Regions from separate parts of the Zea mays genome. Here region 1 is linked to region 2. The links are chromatin contacts, called in public Hi-C maps. All regions are on one chromosome and are shown on one strand. Each heading gives the region's core, a stretch centred on a gene start, on an enhancer-like site or on the middle of the called end of the contact. The rest is flanking DNA. Distances are from core to core; before and after follow the strand shown.

What was found. Hi-C and Micro-C count contacts between places; a contact is called where the count stands out from the background.
Region 1: a Hi-C map of endosperm shows a contact between it and region 2, with 4 times the contacts expected there. The contact joins the promoter of LOC100278691 here to the promoter of LOC542220 in region 2. A contact is called at or near these places in 4 of 25 Hi-C or Micro-C datasets (bundle sheath, endosperm and leaf).

What each region holds. Positions count from the first base shown.
Region 1 is chr1:294,241,041-294,247,006 of Zm-B73-REFERENCE-NAM-5.0, reverse strand. It overlaps LOC100278691, which reads right to left and starts at 4,383. Exons shown (of 1, transcript NM_001364479.1): 1 at 3,900-4,383. The coding sequence starts at 4,227. The coding sequence ends at 3,979. LOC100381665 reads left to right here and starts at 5,646. Exons shown (of 5, transcript NM_001174480.1): 1 at 5,646-5,966. The coding sequence starts at 5,888.
Region 2 is chr1:294,105,288-294,111,079 of Zm-B73-REFERENCE-NAM-5.0, reverse strand. It overlaps LOC542220 (glutamic dehydrogenase 1), which reads left to right and starts at 3,422. Exons shown (of 10, transcript NM_001254781.1): 1 at 3,422-3,662. It overlaps LOC103644169, which reads left to right. Exons shown (of 7, transcript XM_008667362.3): 7 at 1-624.

The DNA.
Region 1 (5,966 bases), core at 3,134-5,633, 130 kb before region 2:
CGCCGAAAGTAAAAGGCGAAGAAGTTCCAAAGACGTTCCTAAGGGGATGCAGAACTTACAGCGAAAAATAAACGCTGATTCCGCTGAAGTAAAAGGCGAAGAAGCTCCTAAGGGAGGCTTATAATGAAAAAGTCAGTATTGATACAAAAGATTGTGCTCCATTGCAGGAATGTGCGTATCTTCGGCACAAAATATCATTTTGCATAACATAACATCATCACATCATTTTGCATAGCATAATCATCATACATCATGCTGCATGTGGCACAAGAAGGGGGCATGTTATCGATCTTCGGAAAATGCTTTGAGAAAGGGCAAATCATGCCAAGTTACAGGGAGAAACAATATTGATCTTCGGGGCATAGCTTCGGGGATTATTTTTACGAAGCTTGGATATTTCTTATCAGAACACTATGGATATTGTCGTGATAAATGATAAATTCTTCTTCACGAAGCATGAAAAGAAGGGAAGGTGTTTTTTCGTCGAAGACTCAAAAATGGTACGTGTTTAAAGTTTCATGCATCGTAAAGAATTGAATCATAAAACAAGTATATTACATACAGGATTACAGAATATTACACAAATCATATATCAAATGTTTTTTGCAATAGCACTTAGTCTTCCCTAAGTACTATCTCTGCAGCTTCGTTCAGCAGTCGATCGACAACCTGATCCATGATAGCTTCGGCCATCTTTTTAATTTCGTCGTCATCTTTAGGCTGAGGGCCCGAAGATGCTTTAGTAGGATCTGAGTGAGGACGGGATACTATTACATCACTATTACAGATCGCGAACGAACTATAAAATTAAAAGTTATAACGCGATGAAAACTATTCGTCAGTACCTATTTGCCCTTCGGGCTCTGCGTTTTTCTCAGCAGCCTCGGCTACTTTTCTAGCCTCATGAATCCCTTTCTCGCTTTTCTGAATGATTTCTTGGGCCATTTCTCTACCACCGTTGTCCCAGATGTCGGTGAAAAATTTTCCCCCAACCGCGCTAGCTTCGGCTGAAGGATCTTTTATATCTTCAGTGGACAAGGTGGCTTCGGACTGCGATAAAATCTTTACATGTTCACATCCTTTCCCCTCCAAAATGGTGGCAATCCCTCTGGCACCAGAAAAAGCGCAGATGTCCCCGCGACTATTTAAAATTTCTTCAAAGGCCTCCGCCTCATGATTGATCCATTCCAGGGGACCTTCGGGGTTACCTCTTATAAAGTTTTCTTCTTGCGAAAATGCGCCAACGCTGGCGAAGCTAGTTTTTATTTTCTTGACACACTCTATAGATTTGTCGAAGCATTTCTTCTTAGCTGACCGAAGCTCTTTAACAGTTTCTTCTAAATGATTTGCCCATTGGTCGCTGAGTTCTCGCCTTGTTTCTTCAAGTATGCATTCCTCTTTAGCTCTGGCTAATTGTTTACGAAGGTTTTCAATTTCACCCTTCTGAGCTTCGGCCTGACCTTTGAAAAGAGCTTCGTCTTCTTTTATTTTATTTATTAAGGAATGCAATATTTTGTCTTTTTCGAGACTTTCGTTCCTCAGTTCAATTACTTCGGAACGAAGGTTGCTCAGGGCTATAGTACATCCTTCGTCCTCAGCATCTTTCTGTGCTCTGAGGGCATTGCTGAGTATCAGGACCTGCAGACAGGAATATGTCTGTGTCAATAGTTTTAAACAAACGAAAAATTTTGAACTCAACAAAAATATAAGAATTCCATTTGTCGCACCTTTAAACTGTTGTAAGCTAGGCTGTCAGCCAGATCGTTCTTTGACAGCACCGAAAGTCCGTCTTCTAAAGTTGGGAATCCGAAGCTTCTGCTCATCTCCCGACAGACAGAAATTTCCTTGCTGTCGGGGAGGCAATACAAGAAATCTTCTTCTCCACTGCCATTAAATATCAACGCCCCCTTTGGATATTTCAATTTTTGGGCATAGTGTTGGGCCTCTTGTTCTTCTTTTTCTGATAATTTTTTCCCCGAAGCATGACGAAAAATATAATCACGAATTTTGGGGGATGCTTCGGGGGTAACAACACCAGTTCCTTCAGCAAAAGTTGGCTTTGTTATTTTTTCTGCCTCACTTTCCAAGGTTTTTGCCTTTGCGGGCTCTGAGGGCCCAGCTTCGGCTTCAATTTCTTGCTCTAGAGCTGCAGAACCAGAAATTTCAGCTGTTGTTTCAAAAGTAACAGCAGCCTTCTTCGGAGGTGTGCTCGAAGATATGATCGTTTCCAGTACATCTAGCACATTAGCCATTCTTTTTCTCTTCGGAGTTGCAGCTGGCACTTTCTCATTTTTCGATGTCCCAATAATTGCTGAAGGACTCAAGATTTCTGATGTTTTGGAGTCCTCGGTTGCTTCCTTTACCTCTTCCATTTTTTCTGTGAATGGCGCTTCGGCCTTCTCTTTCGTTTCTGGTAGCAAAATTTTTGATTGCTCCAATTTTGTCTTCGTTGGTACTTCGGCTGTTTCTGCGACTTCTGGCAGCAAGGTTGGCTCAGCTGGTTTTTCAGCTTCGGTGGCCGAAGAAGTCTCTCCGGTAAACTCAGGCACCGAAGCTGGTTCAATATAACGCGGCCGATGCGTAAGAACCTTTATCTTCTTCCTTTTTGGTTCTGGCTCGCTAGGAGCAGCTGCAGTTTCTTCTTTTGCAGAGGTTGTATTTTTTCTCTTCTGCCTTCGAATGGGGTAGCGATAGTCAGGGTAGACAAACCCGATGGCATCAAATACCCGATTCAGCCTTTTCTTTTTTCGGCCTCCGAAGGCTGCTGACATTGCAGTATCTTCGGCCTTCGGGACATCTTCGGAAACACTAAAAAACTGTTTTAAAAGCCGAAGCTTCAAAGCTAAAAGCTCAGCAGATCACAGTGCACAAGAGCTAAAAAATGAGTGAGCAGGAGTGGTTGGCCAGAAAGCGTGCAAAATAAGTTTGCGGTATGGCCGTATTTATACGCTTGATGCGTTGAAAGTTGAAAGACCCCACTTGTCATTGAATGTTGCTATTCTAGCAAAGGGAAGGTGTTTTTTCGGACCTTCGGCATAAAGCCTTCGTTCATATCGCAATCTGAATTTATTATTTCAAACAAATTAATATTGCGAGGGGCTACTGTTGGGGACCTTCGGCGTCCGAAGGTCCTCAAAAACATGATTTAATAGTGTTTCTGGAGTATAATGTGCAAATAGGTATCTTCGGACTCGAATCGGTATCACAGAGGGAGAAGCTCAAAGCATACGAAGGTTGATACAGCACCGAAGCTGTGAGCAGAAAAGCTTCGGCATGGTGGCAGGAAAGGAAACCGACTTAAAGATGAAAAGGCTATTCGGACCTCGATGGATTACTATAGAGTTATTGTCAGATGTAAAGGGCATAAATGTAATTTTGTAAGGGCTGTGTCCCGTGTCTATAAATAGGTGAACAGTATCCCCGTACTGTTCACGCTGACTTGGCATTTGCTTTTGCGTCACGCTTGTACTTTTTACCTTCTCTCAGGACCGAAGGTACATTTGTAATTTGAAATCATTTCTATTTTTCCATGTTAATAAAATAGAAATGATTCTATGATGATGCTTATATTATATTTCATGCTTTATATGAATCCTTCGTCATTACTTGTTATGTTTACGAAGGTATGTCTCTTATGACCTTCGTCCGAAACTCATTATTTCCCGAAGGGACATAATGCTTCGAAGGACGAAGGACTTTAACACTTAACACTTTTTATGTTGCCTTGTTCTTAACTCTTAGCATTTGAGAACAAGTCCCCAACAAGCAACAATCCATGCTTCTGTCAATACTGAATTAAAACCAACACGACACACATAAGAGACTGACCATGTGCAAAGACGGTAAGGTTCACAGTATTAATAAAAAAACACAAACTTTCTAGGGCTGACAACAAAATAGAATCATAATCCCCTTGCTTACAGAATCTAATAAAACCAGATTCATGTAAACATATGTATATATATGTCTCAATGAATATTAGCTCATACTTTCCATCTTCGAGAATATGCAACGAAACCAAGAGGCTATGTCGGTCTGGCACACGTCGCACTCTTGGGGGGGCATTTCATCGAACGCCTTAGGCCCGTCCAGCGTGCCTGGCTCGTCTGACGTCAACCAGGCTGCACACGCTCGTGTCTGGGCATCACCAATGGCACCAGCTTCAACCATCGCTGGAACGTGAACGAAGCGCGTCTGGGCATCCCCAATGGCACCAGCTTCAACCATCACTGGAACGTGAACGAAGCATCTCACTCGCCCATCCCTCCTGCTTGCTTTTTCTCTATTATCATACTGGCCTGTGGCCTAGGCAGGGGGAGCAGGCTTGGTTGACAATTTGGTGAGGGATAGCTCGCTCTGTTCCTTTTTCGGTGGCCATTTCTTAGTTATCTGGGATTCCGTTCGGCTATTTGAGGTGGACGCTGAAATGTGGGAGGGATGGGATCATGAGAGCGACGAAGATTTATCTGGAACGATCCCGTTGTGCTGCTGAGAGACCTGCTTCGGAGCGATGAAGATTTCTCTGGAACTTTCCTGTCGTGTTGCTGAGGGATCTGTCCGCTTTAACTGGCCGTTGGATAAAGATCGTACGATTGCAGTTAAAAGAAATGGCGTGGCCACCTCAGTTGAGCTTCTATGCTCCCCCGGTTAATATAGTAATAATCTTAGTTATCTGGGATTCCGTTCGGCTATTTGAGGTGGACGCTGAAATGTGGGGAGGGATGGGATCATGAGAGCAACGAAGATTTATCTGGAACGATCCCGTTGTGCTGCTGCTGGGAGACCTGCTTCGGAGCGATGAAGATTTCTCTGGATCTTTCCTGTCGTGCTGCTGAGGGATCTGTCCGCTTTAACTGGCCGTTGGATAAAGATTGTACGATTGCAATTAAAAGAAATGGCGTGGCCACCTCAGCTTAGTTATCTGGGATTCCGTTCGGCTATTTGAGGTGGACGCTGAAATGTGGGGAGGGATGAGATCATGAGAGCGACGAAGATTTATCTGGAACGATCCCGTTGTGCTGCTACTGAGAGACCTGCTTCGGAGCGATGAAGATTTCTCTGGATCTTTCTGTCGTGCTGCTGAGGGATCTGTCCGCTTTAACTGGCCGTTGGATAAAGATCGTATGATTGCAATTAAAAGAAATGGCGTGGCCACCTCAGCTGAGCTTCTATGCTCCCGCGGTTAATATAGTAATAATAAAAGGTGGACGCTGAAATGTGGGGAGGGATGGGATCATGAGAGCGACGAAGATTTATCTGTAACGATCCTGTTGTGCTGCTGCTGAGAGACCTGCTTCGGAGCTATGAAGATTTCTCTGGAACTTTCCTGTCGTGCTGCTTAGGGATCAGTCCGCTTTAACTGGCCGTTGGATAAAGATCGTACAATTGCAGTTAAAAGAAATGGCGTGACCACCTCAGCTGAGCTTCTAGCCTTCTATGCTGCCGCGGTTAATATAGTAATAAAATGCTTGACACGCGTCTGTAATATCTACCTTGCTGACAAAGGCGAAGAAGAAATTCGCGTACCCGAAAAAAAAATACTCCACTCTGGCATAACCGAACCTCACGTCCGCCCAAACCCCCGAACCTGCGAGACTCCTCGCGTCCACCTTTCGGTCTCCTCTTCTCTGCGAATCCCGTAATCCCATCTCTCTCGCCTCCACTGCCGCCTCTCCGTCTCCAGCTTACCACCGCCGCCGCTGGATGTCTACGCAGTAGATCCATAGACCCTGATCTCCTCGAGGTGATTCCCCTCGTCGCCAGAGGTATCCTCGGGCAGCAATATCCACTGGCGACGCAGCCGCCACAGCCGCTACGTTCCCTCCTCCACCGCCATCACCACGGCTAGGTGGAAGCGCTCGGCGAGGTAGCGGCTCGGGGGAAAGACATGGTGCTGATCGAGCTGGAGCCCGAGGAGGCGACGCGCCCCTCGTTGCCGGTGGCGGAGGAGCAGGCGGTCGCCGGGG
Region 2 (5,792 bases), core at 2,173-4,672:
TAGACAGCAAGCAATGATTATTGAAACTAATAGTAAGAAGAATGCCCCATCTATTGACTCCAAAGCCCACGTTCTTTTGTAATTCTATAGTGAAACTTTGTCAATTATTAGGGTCCTAGATTCAGTGACCGTTTATCCACCCCATGTCAATGTCTTGCAACTATATGTTCATCTTAAATGCAGTTCTTTTTTTTTCAATTGGTGAATAAATAAAATATATAGCCTTGTAAGGCTGACCTGGTTTCACTACGTTCTGGTTTCCCATGTTTACATCTAGCACCTTTGAACTGAACATGTGTCATTTAAGATACGAGAGTTGAGTAGTATTGTTTGATGTAAATCTCTACCACTATAAAACACCTTTCTACCGTTGGCATGCGTTAACACAGTGATAATTTGCAAATGCAAATTAGCACTTTGAACTGCAAAGAGGTCTACTGTTCATATTATTTCCTATGAGGTAGTATGTCTATGCGTTAACACAGTGATAATTTGGTAGTATGTCTTTTGTCTGAGCAACTTCTGTTGTGGTTATTGTTTATAATAATGGCCTACATGTAGTATTCATTTTCTCTGTAGTATAATAAGCCCATTAAAACAATTGAATGCCATTGTCCGTGCATCCATTATTTTTTGTGAATGTGCTATGTACATGTAATAGTGTAGGGGCTCTTCTATTCCATCGTAGTACACTATCTTTTTTACTGAACTTTTTTTTGGAAATCCTATGACTCACTTTTTTAGGTCCTCTCCGTTGGACTTTTGGTAAAGTCACATAAATCTTAATCTTACGAATTGCTAATTGGTTTATACTAATATCGTGTAGAATTTTTAGTTAAAATTATTCAGACATTAGTAATATAAATTTTATTTATAAGGTAGTTCACTTTGGGTTTCATATGATATGTGAATTTATGTGATGCAGTATCTGGTACAAATAATTGTTGATGAATATAACATTTGTATATTTGTGTAAGGTACAATCAGGCCATGACTAATGTGCAATCATGTGTAAATGTAAAAACAAGTATCTTAGTATGTTGGATCATGATCCAGCCTTTTCTTTTTATGCTTCTCTGGATGTACCATTGAACACAAAGATAAATAAACATAAGAGCACTAATATTATCGAATATTTTATATGCCGTTGCAACGCACGGGCACATAACTAGCACTGATCATACAATTGCGATACAGATTTTGGAGATATGTGACAAACGCCATGCCCTGTGCATTAGAGAAGATACAGAATCGCCATGCCCTGTACAAGACAGTGAGCCAAATTCTTGTTCATTTTGCACTATGATACATATTGATTCATTAGGCCCTAGGTTGGAGGTTGTGACTGATGAGTTGGGAAGGGATTACTTGATTGGTGGTGTACAATTCTTGGACTGGATACATGTTCCAGTTTTTGGTCCATTAGTTCAGGAATTGTTTCATTTACATGTATATTCAGTACACTCGTATAATGGAAACAGGCAAATCTCTATCTCATTCTTTGGTTATTGTGTTATTATACGGTTCCGTTGCAACGCACGGGCACTCACCTAGTAAAGAATTAAGAATGTACTAGGTAGAGTAATCTCTACCTAATCACGAGAGAGAATCTCGTACTCCTCCCGTCTTTCAAATTGTATGTCTGTTCAAACTTTTCTGTTTTGTTTTGGTTTTGTTTTGGAGGTTTAAGACGTGTATCAGGTCTGATAAAAAAAACATACAGAGTATTGTAGGTATCTGTAACATCAAACAGATATTTACGATAAAAGTACAGCTAATAATTAATCTAACGATATTTTCCCAATAACATAAATATTATATTCTTTTATTATAGTATAAAAATTGATCAGATCGACTACCTTATACTCCCTCCGTTTGTTTTTAGTTGTCGCTGAATAGTTCAATTTTGCACTATCTAGCGACAACTAAAACGAAACGGAGAAATTATCGGTTAAGAAAGCTAGAACGAACTTACTTTTTTTAAAAATGGGAATGACATGGGAAGGAGAGAGGAGCACGTAAATTCTAAAGCGGCCAACTTGCATGCAGATCGCATCATATTCATGACGTGGTTCCCCGTTTGTGTGTGTGTTTGAGCTTTGTTTTGGCAACCGCGGATGATGCAGGATTAGAGATGGCAATGGGCCCCGATCCACGATTCCCCGCGGGGAATTCCTCCATTAGGGGATGAGGATGAGGAAGGTTCTCCCCCCATAGGAATGTAAACGAGGAAAAATCCTCCCCCGATGGGTAAACGGGGACGGGATAAGGAAACATTCTCCATCCCCGTTCCCCGCGGGGACCCGTTAAACTTATATATGATGATGTTTTCATGTAATATATAATAATAAACATAAATAATTATATTGTTAAGAGATAACTCATTGTATAAATTTGTTATTTTGATGTACACATAATGAGTTCTAACATCTGACAATGTATATAAGTGATAATGTTTTGTATTAATAACAAAGAAAGTGTGTCATAATTATAATTTAAGCGGAGACGGGGATCCCCGATGGGGATTTATCCCCGTGGGGAACGGGGATGGGGAAGAAAAGCCCCCGCAAGAGTTCGTGGGAATTCCCGCGGGAGAATTTTTTTTGTCGCGGAGACGGGGTACGGGGAGCCAAAACCCGACGGGGATTTCCCCGTTGCCATTCCTATGCAGGATATATGTTCCCATCGTGACCGTGCACGCATTTTGGCTGGGATTTTGGAACGCTGTACGATTCTTCCATGGGGATAACGACGACGGTGTACGTCCCACGTTGATCACACTTATCAGGACTTAGGAGACATTCCAATCATCAATTCCAGGAACACGACTGAACTTGTAAATAAAACCCCGCAGCGCTTTTATATCGCTTTTATATAGAGTAGATGTTTTACCCATTAATATACCGCAGGTATACCCAGTATAGAAAACTTCTCGTATCCATCTTTATATCGGATAAAATCTATTGATTATTCGAGTTTCGGGTAACTATTGGCATCTCTCCGTATACAGTGCTAAATAATAAGGGTTGGAATGCCGCGTCATGCCGTCATCACGACGAGGCTGGACCTGCTGGACGTACTCCTCTCCACTCCATGGCAGTGGCATGCCCTTTTCCGTCAGAAAAAGCCGGAGAAACGGGTGAAACCCAACCGTCAGATCATCGACGACGACGGCGAAGGTGCCAAAGCTCCCCCGCTCTTTCTTGCCGTCATTCATCAGATCAGAGAAAAAGAAAACACGGGATGGAAATGGAATGAGATACACGCACGCACCGAACCCAACCCAACCCAACCCCAAAGCAGTTGGAATTGGAATCCCAGGCGGATCCAATTCTGCCAATTGCAAGCACCGTCGGCCCTGGCGTCATCGCCCAATTACCTCTCCCTCTCCTCCCCACGCCGGCCGGAGAAACCCCCCACCCAGCACCAGTTCCCAACTCCTCCCCCCACACACTCTATCCTCCTCGCCGCCTGGGGCACAGTCACAGAGTATTTCCCCCCCATTCTCCATGCATCGCACGAGTGTCTCCTATAAAACCCCGCGCAACCCCCCCGCTCCGACGGCACGCACGGACGACGCACCGCACACTACCCGGCGGTGGAACTCCTCGCCCGCGTCGCTGCTCCGGTCTCCGCGCTGCTAGCCGCCGACTGTAATAACTGTAAGGCTCTCCGCCTGCGCCCGTTCTCCGCGCTCGTTCTCGCCGCCGTCGTCCGTGTTTTGCCTGATTCAGCAGTTCGGCGAAACCGGTGCGAAGATTGATGATCTGACGACGAGAGCCTCAAAGTTTCTTCTTGCGGTCTTAGTTTATTTATTGCTACAGTTGCAGCGATCGACAACGCCCCCCCTACCTTGTTGGCTGGCGCAACTAGTTAGGTCAACCGAAACTTGCTGCTGGGGTTGCCTCCGGTTCTAAATTTTTTTTAGCACGGGAGTTTATTCTTCTTTACATGATTGGTACACCATGCGATCAACGTGCGTCGCTCCGTTCTCTTCAAAAATTGAATCTGTTGCTAATTCTAGAGAACAGTGCTTGGCTTGGCTGACCTCACCTGTTTGGTTTGTGGCAGAATCTCAAATTATTATGGGTCGCCTTCTCTCTCTCTCTCTCTCTCTCTCTCTCTCTCCCCCTTCGTCCAGCAAATACACACACATACACACGTATCATGTTCCATTGGCTTCACATGTCACCAGTCGTATGCTATATCACTTCGAATGAAATCGTGTAAATCATCAACTTGTCTTATTCTTCAGACGCCTGCACCCTGCAGGATCATGCTTTGCGTCTGAACACTTTAATTCATCATGTATAGACAGTGCCCTCCTAGCTTTCAGTGGGAATTAGAAGATTCGGCAGATTATCTCTGAAAATTCACCTTACGAGAGCTTCGGATTAAAACCGGCTGTTTAGACTGCTGCAGTTACAATCCATAGAGACAAAAATACTGTATAAACAATACAAGCCGGTACGGATTAAAGCCAAACAAACAGACAAAACTAAAATGGTATTGTAATACACGGCCCCGCTAGCATCTCCAAATCCTAGGTTTGATTTCTCTCGTGGACGAATTTTCTGACTGTATTAAATAAATTCCCTTGTTGTGTCTCATCCGCTCTCGGTTTACGATGTTTTATACACCACCTTCTGATTGGGCCATTGCAGAGTAGATGGTTGGCACGACTCGTTAATAATAAAGGGCCAGAGTTCGATAATTTTCTCGGCCAGAACTATTGTTTTTGTCTCTTCTTAATATAATAATACCGAGAGGGCAGTCATTTCATCCCTAGCCGATTTTTTTATAATACACACACCCTAAAGTTAGAGGCTTGAATTTTGGCTGCCAGGCCACTCCATTTCGTCTTTACTCTTGAGAGCAAGGGTCTAGGACAGAGCATATCTTCTTTTCTTGATTTGTTCTTTCGGAATACGCTCTCGTCTATCGGGTTGGGAGAGCATATCTTCTTTTCTTGATTTGTTCTTACGATCTTATCCTAACTATGGGGGGCAAGCTCACATACACTACTCTAACAGGTATATTTTATCTTTTATGCAAATATATAGGTCTGTTTATTTGAAAAAAAAATGAGCCTGCCCTGCTTAACTCAGGGCATGTGATCTTTCCAGCACATCATTTGGCCTATAATGGCATATATGCTACACATGCTGCACAGCACAGACATGTCAAGTGCAATGCATTGTCTGAATTCTGAACATAATCCTTGATTTTGGGGGGCAAAGGCAACCTTCCACCAATCCATGACAAACTTGTGATTTATTTAGTATATTGTACTAACAAATGCAACACGTAAGGCCTAAATAAGTCCATGGCTTGTCATTGCTGAGTCAGCCATGTGCCTTTTCAAGACTGCATATCCTCGGTGGCATTTCTGAATCTCCACAGATAATGTTACCAGTATCATTTATAGTCAAACTTTTTTCGCTATACTATGGCAACCGTAGTAACTTTTGTTTTGTGGCTGTTTCAGTGTTTCTCTTTGCTCTGCCTGTACAGTTGCTTTAGGTCTCTTGTACCTAACCCCTCTCCTTTGTAAACAGAAATTGACACATCTGAGTTCAATTTAAAAAAAAGGCAACCTCAGTTATTTTCTTTACTACTTAAAAGAAAATCTCCTTATGTGATCTCTTCGCGGGCTGAAAATCAGCAATTGAATACTCAGCATGTGACACTGGCTGTACAATCAGTACAGACCTATGTCACCAGGCCTAGTACAATTTGTAGATCTAATCGGTTGGGCATATTTCTATTGCTGGAGTGGAGAGAGACTTTCT